Linked DNA regions of Danio rerio: region 2 is linked to region 1. The links are chromatin contacts, called in public Hi-C maps. All regions are on one chromosome and are shown on one strand. Each heading gives the region's core, a stretch centred on a gene start, on an enhancer-like site or on the middle of the called end of the contact. The rest is flanking DNA. Distances are from core to core; before and after follow the strand shown.

Region 1 (7,239 bases), core at 3,158-5,657:
TTTTTAAGGCATAAAACCTGCAGATATTTACAGCAGTTGAAAAAGTCAAGGTTTTAAAACTCCTAAAATATTCTGTTATACTATTCCTAAGGTTTATGTAAGGTTTTTTTAATATATATTTTTATGTTTTGTAAATAAATCTATGTTTTTGAAACTATATAGACAGCAGAAGTCAATTATTTATTTCAACTATTTAGCCTGACGTGTGTACTGTTCCAAAATATTATAATGTTTCCTGAAATAAAATATACTGTGTTTAAAGGGGGAAAAGTTGCTTTTGTTTTATGCAGACATTTAAAAAGAACTTATTTTAGAGCGGTAATTACAATACTGTCATACCATGACTCCATGCAAGGTTATCATATTGTCAGAAACGTATACCGGCCCATGCCTAAACAACAGAGACAAAAATGTATGTGGCTAGTAAATACTCTGGTGCTATAAATAAGATATTGGGATCAGATAACTCAACTGTGAATCACACTTACTAAAAAAACACAGATTTGCATTTTATTTGTGATTTGTTTTTTGATATGTCTCAGTTATATGTATCAGTCAAAACTGATCATTTGCATTTTATCACTGACTGAAATCATCAATCTAAATATTGTTCCATTTTGTCATTTGCTGTGTTGTCACTGCTTTTATTGAATGACTGATGCTGGCAGAACAGTAGCACCATGCACACTTTGCACATTATGTTTCTTGTCTTCACATCAGTTCACGATGGCTGCACTCAAAGTATGCTTTAATAAGTGATGAATTACATAATAAATATGTAATCCATTTGCAACAATTAAAAATGTGTTCTAGTGCTAATTTGACTTAAAACCCATATCGGTAAAAACCTACATTGCATAGTTATGTTTATTATTTCTAAAATATAACTAATAGCAGGATGTAAAACGTGAGTACTAAATTGATAGCATGTTTGTATTAAATTACATGTTGTAATAAATAACTGCAATTGGTTCGGCTGTGAAAATAATTCCAAATTTAATTAATAAAAATAAAAGTAAGCTGCTCTTATAGATAATTTTTAACCTGGACATACTTTTCTATATGGATGTAGTGTTTTTTATTACCACTTGAGGGCGACAAAGATTGTCACTTAAAACAATATAGTTATGTTGACTTCTGACAATGCAGGGAACTACTACACCAAATCGTATTGTGTTGCTTTTCAAACTATCTCACAAACTTTGGATAATCTACACATTTTCTCTGTATTTTAATCAATACTGCTATCAGTATATCAACTAATTTGAGGGGAGACTAACTGTAGGCTAACCTCGGGCCTGTGGCCAGGGGGACTTCGGGTTTTCGCGAAAGACATACAATTGAGCCATACTATGCCATCATACATGTGAAAATAACCCACTAAAGAAGGCTTGGGATTTCTCTGTTGGCTATTGCTTCAGCTCATCAGTTTTGACCAATGCAAACAATTATTTTTCACCAGTCCAATATCCAGCTGTGTGGGGAAACATGCAACATTTGTGTTTTAATTTTTTTATTATTAAAATGGCCAAATTCTGACTGAGGACAGTGACTGAGGTGCTGGCCAGTTTGTTATTTGCCTAATAAATGACAGCTGGCTACAGTTTTTAATTTTAAACTTTAACAGATTCCTTATAAAAAAAACTATATATTGTAATAATTATGTATATATGATGTAATGATTTGTATTTTAAAAAATAGAATAAAAATTCTTTATTCTAAATCTTTAGGAAATGTGTTTGGTACATCAAAAAGTGTGGTTATGATGACAATTAATGTAGCAAAAAAAAAAATGTGTTAAAAATGTCACGATAAACGCAGTATTTAAACCTCATAATTTAATAGAAAATGTGGCACACACACACACACACATTTCAAATATTTATTCATTCATTTCCTTTTCGACTTAGTCCCTTTATTAATCTGGGGTTGGTGCCGCGGAATGAACCACCAACTTATCCAGCACATGTTTTATGTTTTACGTAGCGGATGCCCTTCTAGCCGCAACCCAACACTGGGAAACACCTATGCACTCTTGCATTCACACTCATACACTACGACCAATTTAGCTTATTCAATTCACCTTTGCGCATGTCTTTGGACTGTGGGGGAAACCGGAGCACCCGGAGGAAACCCACACGAACACAGGGAGAACATGCAAACTCTACACAGGAATGCCAACTGACCCAGCTGAGGCTCTAACTGACCAGAGACCTTCTTGCTGTGAGGAAATCGTGCTATCCACTGCTCTACCATGACGCCCCACATTTCAAATAAATTTCAAGCATTTATTATAAACAATACATTATTTAATAAAATAATATGGTAAGATTCAAATAAAAAAGTGTAAGCATGATAATATACCTAAACACAATTTTACACATTTTAGCATTCTAATAATTACAAAATCTATGACTATTATTTTTTTGTGTTTTTACTTATTTTTTATTATTACTTTTTTGCATTCATCCTTGTGTCTTTTACTGCTGCACATTTTATGTCTGTAAAGTTCCTTGAGATGCTACTTTTAAAAGCTCTATATGAAAAATAAATTATGTTATTATAAAATAACACTTTTTTAAATACCACTTATATTTTTTTAAATATATAATTATTTTGTATAAAGATTTTAAAAATAAACTACTCAAAATCCATAAAAATACATAAGAAAAAAAAACTCAAAATGAATACAAAATCACATTAAAATTGATAGGCTACAGTTTAAAATGATGGCCCATAAGCATTTCCTGCTTTTTATTAAACTATATAATTGTAACAAGAGGGAACCATAATTTAAAGTTAAAACAGCTATCATAACATTATTTATTGATATGTGACTCTTTTTTTTCTCGTGGAGGATATCAATTAAATTAAAAATGTAAAACAGGAAATATATAGAGACCATTGTTTTTCTTTACATCCCTCAAAATGGTCTATATATACACACACACACAAAGACACACACACTGTATATACAGTTGAAGTCAGAATTATTAGCCCCCTTTTGATTTTTATTTTCTTTTTTAAATATTTCCCAAATGATGTTTAACAGAGCAATGACATTTTTACAGTATGTCTGATAATATTTTTTTCTTCTGAAGAAAGTCTTATTTGTTTTATTTCGGCTAGAATAAAAGTAGTTATTAATTTTTTTAAAACATTTTTGGGACAAAATTATTAGCCCCTTTAAGCTAATTCTTTTTTGGATAGTCTACAGAACAAACCATCATCATACAATAATTTGACTAATTACCCTAACCTGCCTAGTGCACCTTATTACCCTAGTTAAGCTTTTAAATGTCACTTTAAGCTGTATAGAAGTGTCTTGAAAAATTTCAAGTAAAATATTATTTACTGTCATCATGACAAAGACAAAATACATCTGTTATTAGAAATAAGTTTTTAAAACTATTATGCTTAGGAATGTGCTGAAACAATCTTCCCTCCATTAAACAGAAATTGAGGAAAAAAATAAACAGGGGCGCTAATAATACAGGGGGCTAATAATTCTGACTTCAACTGTATATGAAGAAATCAAATGTAAAAACCTCTAAATGCCATCTAAAATTTTTTCTTTTATTTTAGTTAATGTTTTATGTCAGTTATTTCACTTTTAAGGTAATGAAGAAAACTTATTTGGCACTATGTACAATTACTGAGCCTACACACAGGAGTCGGAGAAAAATGCTTATTTTAGAAGGTTTTTGCATTCAAACTGTAAATATATTTATATGCAGTTATTTGTACAGTATAGAAAACTTTTCTATTTACTGTGTTAAAGCGATGAAACAATAGATGGCGCTATATTACCGACAGAAAAATGACCATTATAGTTCTCCTATCAGCAATACATAACCCTATTAAACAGAAATAAACGGCTGTATTGATAAACAAAATAAATGCACACTTGAGAAAATGTATTAAAACATGTTTCAGCAGTTTAAAACGCGTAGGCTATGCATTATTTAGAAAACATATTTCAGTAACTCCTATGTGGGTGACAATATAATCTTCATCAAACGATACGTTTTTATTACTATAACTTAAAATAATGACAACATATAGTAATAACCACATCATAAAATGACTTAAAAGGTCAGTCTAGTGATACACAGATTGTGCTTCAATGCATTGTTCTGTTGTGCGAAAGAAGCGGATTTCTGTCTCATTATACGCCAAACACTAAAGTCTTGTAACGTTACTTTTCCAAGTGAAAAAAAAAGTTGATGTGCGATGCTGTTACGTGTCACACGCAGAGATATCCAGCGGTCATGAGCGCTCTTTAACCTGCTCGAGCTCATAATATCTGGCGTCCAGTTGGTCGAGCGTCCCACGTGGTTTGAAGTATAAAAAGTTTCAGCGCGGTGCTGTATTGTCGTGATTATTACACGAGAGAAAAGACCAAAGGACAACATCCCTCCTGAGGCTGAAGAAACGCGCAAGAACTCGCAACACTACATTACTAAAAGAAGAGGAGCACGAAACAACTCGAATTCGGTGGACAGACAAACGGTGAATCGTTCTCTTCAAGCAAGATTTTGTTTTTGACCACACTGAATTTTAAAGGAATAGCAATCGGTTTGTTTTGACTCTTCACACATCAGTTAGTCCTGTACCTTGATGATGAGGAGACATTTTCGCGCTTTTTAACTCGAGGACTGACATTTTCGCGACAAGATTTCGCTATTATCAATGCGTTTACCGGACGATACTATGAACTCTTTCTATGAACGTCTCACAAAAATGACCGCGAGCCTAATAATGAACGGACATCTGTCAAAGGAGGTTGCTGGAAGTACAACTCAGTCCTGTTTATAGTTTATTTTAACTGTAGGAGTTCATGAACTGATTTGTTTGTTGTATGGACACGATATTTATGAAAATGAGCGTTTCCATCCTCTCTGTAACCTGTTTGATGGCTTGCCTGCTCTCGGTTCAGTGTAGTAGTCTGGGAGCGGAGACCGGCTCCCAGGAGTCTCAGTGTGTGTCTTGTGGACTCGGGCATCAGGAAGATTCGGGGAGAATGGACACAGACTTTCTGGAAGCGGTTAAAAGGCACATATTGAACCGACTGCAGATGAGAGAGAGACCAAATATCACTCATCCCATTCCCAAAGCCGCCATGGTAACGGCGCTGCGCAAACTTCACGCGGGTAAAGTTAGGGAGGACGGCAGGGTTGAGATCCCCAACTTAGATGGACACGCTGCCCACAACGAGGTGCAAGAAGAAACGTCGGAAATCATCAGTTTTGCCGAATCAGGTGTGTATGAAAAGCTTATTACATGACAGAGTGTATACCTTTTTAGTTACATAATAATTAACGTACATTTTAGCACATCTCGTATTTTGGGACAATCTGTAATGTTTAATTCACTTGCAAATTATATAATATAACGTTTATCTATAACATATCTAATTATTTAAATATCTTGAATTCATGCGGATATTTTAAGGGGTGGAGGCTAATAACCACTAAAGTTTTCGGGATTTATCACATTTGCAAATAATACAATTTAAAAGTACAGGTCAAATGATCTGTCCTTAAAGTATTAGTAATGGTGTCAGTAAATGGCGACCTGGTTGTGGGTCTTTAGTAAGCCATGACATCTCATGGGTCTGTTCCAAAAACCCGTCTATGCCTTCATACACAGCATCCTAACAGAGATGGGACCTATATACACGTGATAGACTTTGTATGAGGTACCATCTAAAAGTAATTATAACTCACTGATTTATCTGTATTTACAATATATTGTTTTGTGTTTGAGTAAAATGCCATTTTGGTTTTATTCTGAAAACGACTGAAGAATTTCTTCCAAATCTATTATAAGCATTTAAAGACTTTTTTGTTGCTCAAAATAGCAAAAAGGACGCCACAATTGCATTATTCAGACATGTATATTCACTTCAAAGCAAAACCACACAAATGGGCTAATTTTTATTAGATATTAGATATTATTAAATCAAAACAATTTTTTGACCAATTATCATTTTCAGAAAATAAGGCTCTAAAAAGACAACATTTTTATTTGAAATTTGGAAAAGTTCATAGATCTTATACAGATCTCAGATCTAATAAATCTTGTGAATCCAGAGAAACAGAGTATTCAGTTGGTCTCTGTATATCTATCCCTCATAAAGAGCAATTAACTATGATATTTTATGATATATTAATTATGATGCATTTCAATTCTACCTCAAAGGCAGCTGACTTAGCTTGGCTTGGAATAGTCCAAAAAAGTACACTTTTTCCACGGAAAAGTTGTTGCTATGCTACATGACGTTACAGTATAGAATCTTACTGTAAACAAATTAAAATGACATTACAGTGGAGTGCTTTACAACACAAGTGTTGTGATTTTTTACAGTGAGTTTTGGAGGGTTAATGAGACATGCATCCTTCATCTTCTAAAACTTCTATGATGTAACCGGAGCAATTAGAATACATGACCCTCTCAAAACATACAATTAGATAGATATGCTGACAGAAAATAATGAGTAGTCTGTCAAATTATGACCTGCGATAGGTGGGTGTTGAGGCAATTAAAATACTAGACCAGGAACGGGAACGCCAAGAGAACATCAAAAACATGGCAATCAAAGTATTACAGATAATTTGTTAATAAGAGGGCAAGAACAGTTTCACGCCTTTTTGCCTTATTAACAGACAATATAGCCATAAAAACTTTTGTTAAAAGTAATAAAAATAGACACCTTTTATTTAGGAAGCATACATTTATTACAATACATTCTTACTGAAGTAGTAAGTATTTTAAAAATACTTATGCAGTAACCCTGAATGCCTGAACAAGTCATGGAAATTCATTAGTCAACAAGGGTGGAAACCCTGTAACTAGCACAACTACCCATTAGTTCCAGGGCAAGGTGATGAAGCATTGGATTTCTTTCTATGAGCCAGTTTATCAGCTGTAGATTTGTGGTTTGGTCTAATTTGTATGCTACATTCTGCTGCTAAGTGTCAAAAAGTTAACCTTTATTATATATGTAATTTATGTCATTATTAGATCAAATACAAAATTTGCATGTGCAAACTAACATCAATAGAAGAATAACAGTAGAATTTATGTAGACTATAATCATTTATCATAACCATTCCAATATCTCAGTTTGACACCACTCATTTAAGCTTGTAAAACTGGCTTCTTTATCTTCCTGTCGCACACACCGTGCAGCACAATTAGCTTGGACATTATCCGAACTTCTTGCTCCAATAAGAA
Region 2 (7,326 bases), core at 2,057-4,556, 350 kb after region 1:
TTGGATTTTAGAGGTTTTTGCATCTAAACTATATATACTAATATATATATTTATATATTATTTGAGTTTATCCCAACAACTATAGAAACTGCATTATGCTTAAAAAAGGCACAGTATCAGGACTGGATCTGTATTGATCGATACTCAAAATGTTGGTATTGGGATCGGATTGGTTCCAAAAATATGTTATTGGTGCATCCCTACTTTGAATCTATATTATAAGTCTCAAACTGGATTCCTGGAGGGCCGCAGCTCTGCATAGTTTTGCTCCAACCCTAATTAGACACCGCTGATCCAACTATAGGTGTTCAAAACTGTTAGACTATTAAGCAGATGTGAGTTGGAGGTGGTTGAAGCTAGAATCTGCAGAACTGTTGCCCTCCATGAAATGAGTTTGAGACTACTTATCTTTATAATTCTTATAAAGATTAAAATTTTATTTATTTATTTTTATCTATATATTTATTTCTTTTTTTGGCTAAACTGAAAAGTTAATCCTTTGTCAATTTGTATGACAATGTTTAAAATAAAAGTTTTTGTTCAACTTGCAAATGACCAAAGTATTACTTAAGCGAATACTCATATTTTTTCTAAAGCAACTTCCGCTTTATGCATTTGATGTGTGTATGAAACCGGCGAGTTTGCAGACTGCAGTGATCTCCTTACAGAGGTCACGTTTTAGTGTTAATATTTGTGTGTGTGTGTCATTGTTCAGTGTGAGTTATTGAATGAGATCATCTCATTTTCCGATCATCGTATCGCACTTATAAAGTTCCAGATGGCTATTAACCTAGTCCATCTGATATCCATCGTTCGTCAGCCAACTCTTTCCTCACGGTTCACCCTGGACTTAATCCACAGGCTGACAAGGGGAAGTATGTTCATTAGTGCGCTGAAATCTTGGAAACCATTGACTTTTCTCTTCTTCTTTTTTTTTTAAGCGTGCTGTTTGAACAGGATCTCTGGGGGGCAAAAGACTCTCTTGTGCAGAGCCAGTAAAGAGTAGAAGATCTTTGAAAAACAAGGGAGGGGGTCAGAAGAAATGAGGCTTTTTATTTAAACGTGATCCAAAAGAAGTCTAAAAATCTGAGGAATGCAGAGATCAGAGGGGAAAAAAGCTTCTATCCCTGGTGCCGTATGTATATTTTATGGTATTAAAATCAAAAAGGACATCTTTGACAAAGGTTATTACTAGCTGGAATATGTTTACAGTATTGAGGACCTCAAACAAGGCTTTTACTTGGCTTTTTACTAAGAATTTCAGTGGGTTTGTTTAAATACTCAACAATTTCGACTGTAAAAATAATACATTTCTCTAAATGTGCTAGATTTAGATCTGCGTTTAAGTAAAATGGTAATTTTTTTTATTCTATAAAGGTGTGAAACATTTCTTCCAAATTTCTAATAAAAATGCGGTATTTATTTTTTTGTGACTATATATATTATATACACACACACACACACACACACACACACACACACACACACACACACACACACACACACACACAGATATATATATATATATATATATATATATATATATATATATATATATATATATATATATATATATATAAATTGAATGTCTGAAAATATGGCATCAATTTTTTTTTTTCTATTTTCTATTTTGACTAATTATTATTTTAGAATTTTTAAATAATTTCAAATTTGGGTGAAGTTTTATCAGTAGTTTGTAGAGTAAATGCAAAAATGTGTTCTACTGAATCAAATAAGTATGAATCATCAATCCAGAGAAACTGAGAACTTCTAAGTGAAAGGAAACAGAAGATAAAGATTAAATTAAAAATGTATAATAGACATGTAGGCATGGGACGATTTCAAGGTGTACCAAGGTTTGGAAAAGTCAAGGTTTTAAAACCACCAAAAATTTCTGCGATATCATTCCTAAGCTATATGTATGTTTTATTTTAAGTTTTTCAGGACAACAGTATCTCCAGCAGAAAAGATATCCAAATATGTCATTTTAAATTGTGATGAAATCTGTGTTTTAGAAACTAATGAAGACAGCAGAAGTCAATTATTTATTTTAAATATTCTATATTTTTATAGATATATTCTCTTACTTTTTTTGTTTGTAAAAATGCAGTTTCAAGTTTTCAAGATAAAGAAATTCAAAACATCAAATTCAATATTCTAAAATTCTAAATCAGACATTCATATTGTGAACTTCAGATGGAGCAGAAAGTATGTCAGGGGTGATCTAATTGGGTAACTAAAGTTAACAATATTCAATTTCTCATTGTTTTGGCATATTTTAAACTCCATACTAAATAAATTGAAAAATACTGCACACTGAGGTGGTGAAATAGCCATAACAAAATATTCTCTAATAATTTAACAAACCACAGTCAATTATTCTGCTTATACTACATTACCAAACCTAAAGACACTGCTCAGATGTTTTGTTTAGACTGCCCATACATTTGTAAAAAAAAAAATGTGTTGGTAGTTTAGTAATACTTGCTTTATTGAATCAAATTTATAAATGTTTTTAAATGACATCTAATTGGTTAATAAAATGTTTTTAGTGTTTTAAGGGATATTTGGTGACTATTTTAGAGGTTGCTGTAGGTCAAACTATACAAGTTATGTGTCTAATGTTTCTTGTTATAGGCTACATGCAGATATAAACACTTATTTTACCGGAAACATATTACAAAAGTATTTTTAAAAACTTAAAATTTCTATTGGTGCTCTATACCTGCCAGCTTCAGACCGTTGAATGATATTTTTCCTATTGATTGGTGTCATAATACATTCACATGGTTTACACTGTTATAGGGGGTATCAAATGTATATTTATAATAATATACATTGTTAATTAATAATATTAAGTTATTATTCAGAGCAATATTTAAAGGCTGACCCCCCATACATCTTGTTTTGATGTCATTCCAGGGTATTAATTCGCCTACATACCTATATGTATATCTAATACATATGAGACTTTTAGACATACTATTTTCAAATGCTATCTTCTGTTATTGGGAAATCCCCAGCTGAAAGTCTTAAATGTCTCTCAGATAATAAAGAGTTCTTTAACAAAACTCTTTGTAACACTTCAACTGAATCTGGTCGCTTTTCTTTGAAACAATAAGGGTTTCACATGAGGTTAGAAAGATAAAACCACCAGCAAGTAACAATTTCAAGCAGATTCCTGTTGAATCTGGCAGCTCCTTCTATTGTTAAATACAGTAATTTCGTGGACAAATAAACAGCATGAGATGGGCTGCGGGCCAGTGTGGTCATTCGGAGGTCTTTAGTGACCCGGCAGGTCACGGTAATAGCCGATCAGAGTGAACATGAGGCAAACGGCCAGAACAAGCCCAATAAATCTGCCCGGCCCTGAGAACTCAAGTCTTTTGTTAAAATCTGAATTAAAACAAATCACAATACTCACATTGTATAGCGCAGCGGCTCTTGTCTATAGAGGTTAGATTGAAGAGCATGTGGAGAAGAGAGCGCTCATTTATGCTTTATGATCAGGAGACACTACAGGCTTTATCCTCTTCTTAACGCGTAACAGTTGAGGCACTTCTGGTTCCTCTGCTTGTGATTTATTTCTTTTTATTTTTTGCAGATTAACCGCTTTATGTCATTGATTCATTGTGGTTCTGATCTGAGCAGACAAAGATTCGACTCTTGTTGAACTGGTTTGTAATTGTGGTTAACTAAATAAAACAAATGAATTAAACTGATGTGATACACATTCTGCTATTTCTAGGTCTGTCGATTCAGTTGTTTCAGTACTTTGCTAAATTTAATTTTGCACAGATTAAAAACAAATACCAGGCTGTCCTCTAGTGGTGGAATATTACAAATAGGCCTATACCATGGGTGGCCACAATCTAAAAGAATACTTTAGCTTAGAGCTGTACATAACAAAGAAACACTAGCCTAAATATAGACTACTAAACAATATATACTACATAAGCCACAATATATATTTTTGTTGTCGTTGTTATTCAGGTTCCTTGAGTTCCTTGAATTTATTTACATTTCAGGATCAGATAGAGCTTTATCACGAAGTATGTTCACACATACAAACGATTTGTTTTCGTGACAGAGCTTCTGCAGTGCAGCAGAATTAAAGAAACAGGACAAAAACAGACAATAAATATATTTTAAAAATAGAAGCAGTGAATGCAAATATACAAATTGAAAAGTGTATAGGTATATTATTATACACAACAATATATGTGCAGCTTGTGCAATGTGCAAATTGGCATGTAAATGTTGTTAAATAAGTGTATATGTAGTGATGTTGTTTCATGATTACTTTATGAGATGGATTGCCTGAGGGAAGAAACTGTTTCTATGTCAGGCTGTCCTGGTGCACTTTCTTTTATTGTGATAAATGTTTATGTTTTTTTTTTTTTTTTTTTTTTTTAATTATTATATTTAATATGTAATATTTAAGGAGATCAGATGCAAAAAAAAACTCTAAATGCCATATAAAACATTCTTCTAAGATGAACATTTTTCTCAGGCTCTTGTGTGTAGGTTTAGTCATTTCACTTTTATGTCGATAAAAATTGTTATTTTTATTGCCTGTAAAGTGAAATAACTGACATAAACATAGGAGGTTGAGAAAAAAGCTTGTTTTTGAAGGAAATTTCAGACCGCTTTTAACGATTTTTGCATATGAACTAATTATTTAAAAAATATTTAGCAATGTCTATTTTTACATAGGGGACATTGGACATGACCAGAATTAACTTTTACATTACAAACTTTTTTTTAAAATATATATATTCTTTATTATTTTCTCTAATAAATAATTTAAAGAATCATTTCAGTATACATGTAAACATTCTATTCTAACCACCCTCCACCCCTTTATCACCCACACAAGACAGAACACTTAAATAGACATACTTGTGAGACATCAAGCTGATGTGTAAATTAAGAGGAAATAAACAATAATACATTACAAACTTGTTGTGTAAAATAAAAGTGTATAAGTGTGTTTCGGTAGGCGAACCTGTTATGCATTGTTGGGTTTGGAGACCCGATTTATCTGCATATTTGTGCATAAGGGCAATGAAGAGCACATCACACATCACCAGAGTAAGTTGTTTTAAATCAGCTTGAATGTTTTATAAGGGTCATGTACAGTGCTCAGCATAATTGAGTACACCCCATTTTGAAAATGATTATTTGTATCCATTTCTCAGTAAATATAGTAAATGGATTTTGGTCCATTTCAACAAAACAGATTTATTAAACATTTTATTAAAATGATGTTTTAGTCAGAGAACATCTTTAGAAATTGAAAGACAATACAATTAAATTCAAGCAATATTTTGCAAAAAAATATTGCACCCTACAAAATTTTAACTATTTTATTTTTATTTTTTGCTTTCTTGATTTTTCCTCTTTTTTAAATTTGTATTTAATATTTTTCTATAACATATAAATGTGGGTGTGCTAGTTTTTGGGCTGTTTTCGTAAGTTATTTTGCTAGATAAGCTCCAGATTTGGCTTCAGTACTGACTAATCTTATGTATATGCACAAATGTAATATTGTATAGCTTCCTATTAAAAATATGAATTTAAAAGATAGAGTGAGGGGTGTACTTATATATGCTGAGCACTGTATTTCCATTTATATGACTTGTGTAATGTTTAATATTATGTTATTTTGAATGTGAATTTTGGAAGTGTAGTAATGGTGTAGCTAGTTGTGACACCAACTTGGGTTTTGTTTTTGAGGTCTAGAAAAAACCTGTTTTACAGCATTGTAATGTCACTGCATTGATTTTCTTTACATTAATAAGCACTTCAACACTGTTGCCAGATTGTATTCTCACCCAACATCCATCCATGCATTCAATAGACAAATGACTATAAAGAAAGGAAAAAAGATGTCTAATTGAAGAAATGAGATCTGTGAGAAAGCAGAAATCAAACCAGACCTTTTGACAGCTGAGATGGGGGAAACTTTTGTAAAATGATGAATCATTCTTGTTGTTTTTTTCCAGATTACAGCAGCATTTCTGATTTGATAAATCACATGAAAAACACTTTTGTGTCGCCACCAGTTCCACAAGACCAGGTAAACATGAGACAATAGATACAAAGTTCAACTGTATTGTGTTTGTATTCATTCTCACTGATCATTTAAGGATGACGATTAAGGAGTCTAAGCAATAGACCTACTCTATTACTGTATTAGATTTTGACCGGATATAGTCTACATTTGGTATCAGTGGGTCTGGCATTACAGGAGGGTAATAACTTGTGAAAAATTTATTTTTGTACATGGAAAGTTAAATTTTGAATATTGTCTCTTAAAACAGCCTCAACAATTAAAAAAAGTAAAGTGAATCTCTAAATGCTTTTTTATTTAAGGTGTCCATTGATAATATATTCTGATTTCTTATAGACTTTAACTTTTGACTATTATTATACGACTGATTAATTTTCTCTTGCTATTTAGACATCACAACACACCTAAAATAAACAAGAACTAAAGCTTTGGACAGACACGCACAGATACGTCATGACCCATTGATTATGACACACATCCTGTGTGGATATGCAGCTTTTTTTTTTTTTTTTTTTTAATAAAAGAATGTGAATGCTGCTTTATCATTTTCCCAGTATATCTGATGCTCTATACCAGGGATTGACTCAGTGACTCAGAATTAAAGACTGACATCATCTTTGAGATTGCCAAAAAACTATTCTAAGTTTAAACTTTTATAATAACCTGTCATCATTATTTATTTATTTTCGTGATGGAAGTGTGAATAGGTATTTCAAAAATTTTGTATTTAAATTAGTTTATTTATTTATAGACTGGTGGATGGTATTTGTCGACCCAATCTGGCAACACAGGCGCTTTTTTATAATTGTCTTGCTTGACTGCCCTAGTCAGTTTTATTTGAAATTGTGCCCAGGAGATTTTTCTGAATTTTGCTTTCTCTGTTATATAAACGTGTTAAGGGTTTTTATAACGACATGAGGGTGAGTAGCCTGATTCTGAATTATGACAAATTACATTTCTGCATAAACTGTAAACAACTTATAAAACACTGCAAAGAACGTCACGTCATAATGAATTTATTTTAAAGGACATGGTCGTTTAAGCTACTTGATGTATAACTATATAATTTTGTGACAGAACTTCTAACAATTTAATTCATAGATTCACACCTGCTACTGACTTTATCTAACAAAGTTGTTTGGAGCCATTCTTGGCGCAAGCATGAAATTCATTAACACTCACTCAGTAACTCAAAATATTCAGTAACTCTCTAAATTCTTTTGTGGGAAAGAAAGTAAATTCAAATTTGA

The links. A called contact is a pair of places that touch in the nucleus more often than the background predicts.
Region 2: a Hi-C map of an unstated tissue shows a contact between it and region 1, with 5 times the contacts expected there. The contact joins the enhancer-like site here to the promoter of inhbb in region 1. A contact is called at or near these places in 7 of 18 Hi-C or Micro-C datasets (caudal fin, embryo, fibroblasts and 2 more) and 1 of 4 datasets of contacts at active chromatin or transcription factors (embryo).

The regions. Positions count from the first base shown.
Region 1 is chr9:38,672,798-38,680,036 of GRCz12tu, forward strand. It overlaps inhbb (inhibin subunit beta B), which reads left to right and starts at 4,408. Exons shown (of 2, transcript NM_131068.2): 1 at 4,408-5,261. The coding sequence starts at 4,862.
Region 2 is chr9:39,020,090-39,027,415 of GRCz12tu, forward strand. No RefSeq gene overlaps it. Among named protein-coding and RNA genes, the nearest start is that of slc15a2, 7.3 kb to the right of the region's middle. Within about 2 kb of position 3,307, at least 12 of the 62 cell types and tissues checked have an H3K27ac peak or open chromatin away from gene starts, as enhancers often do.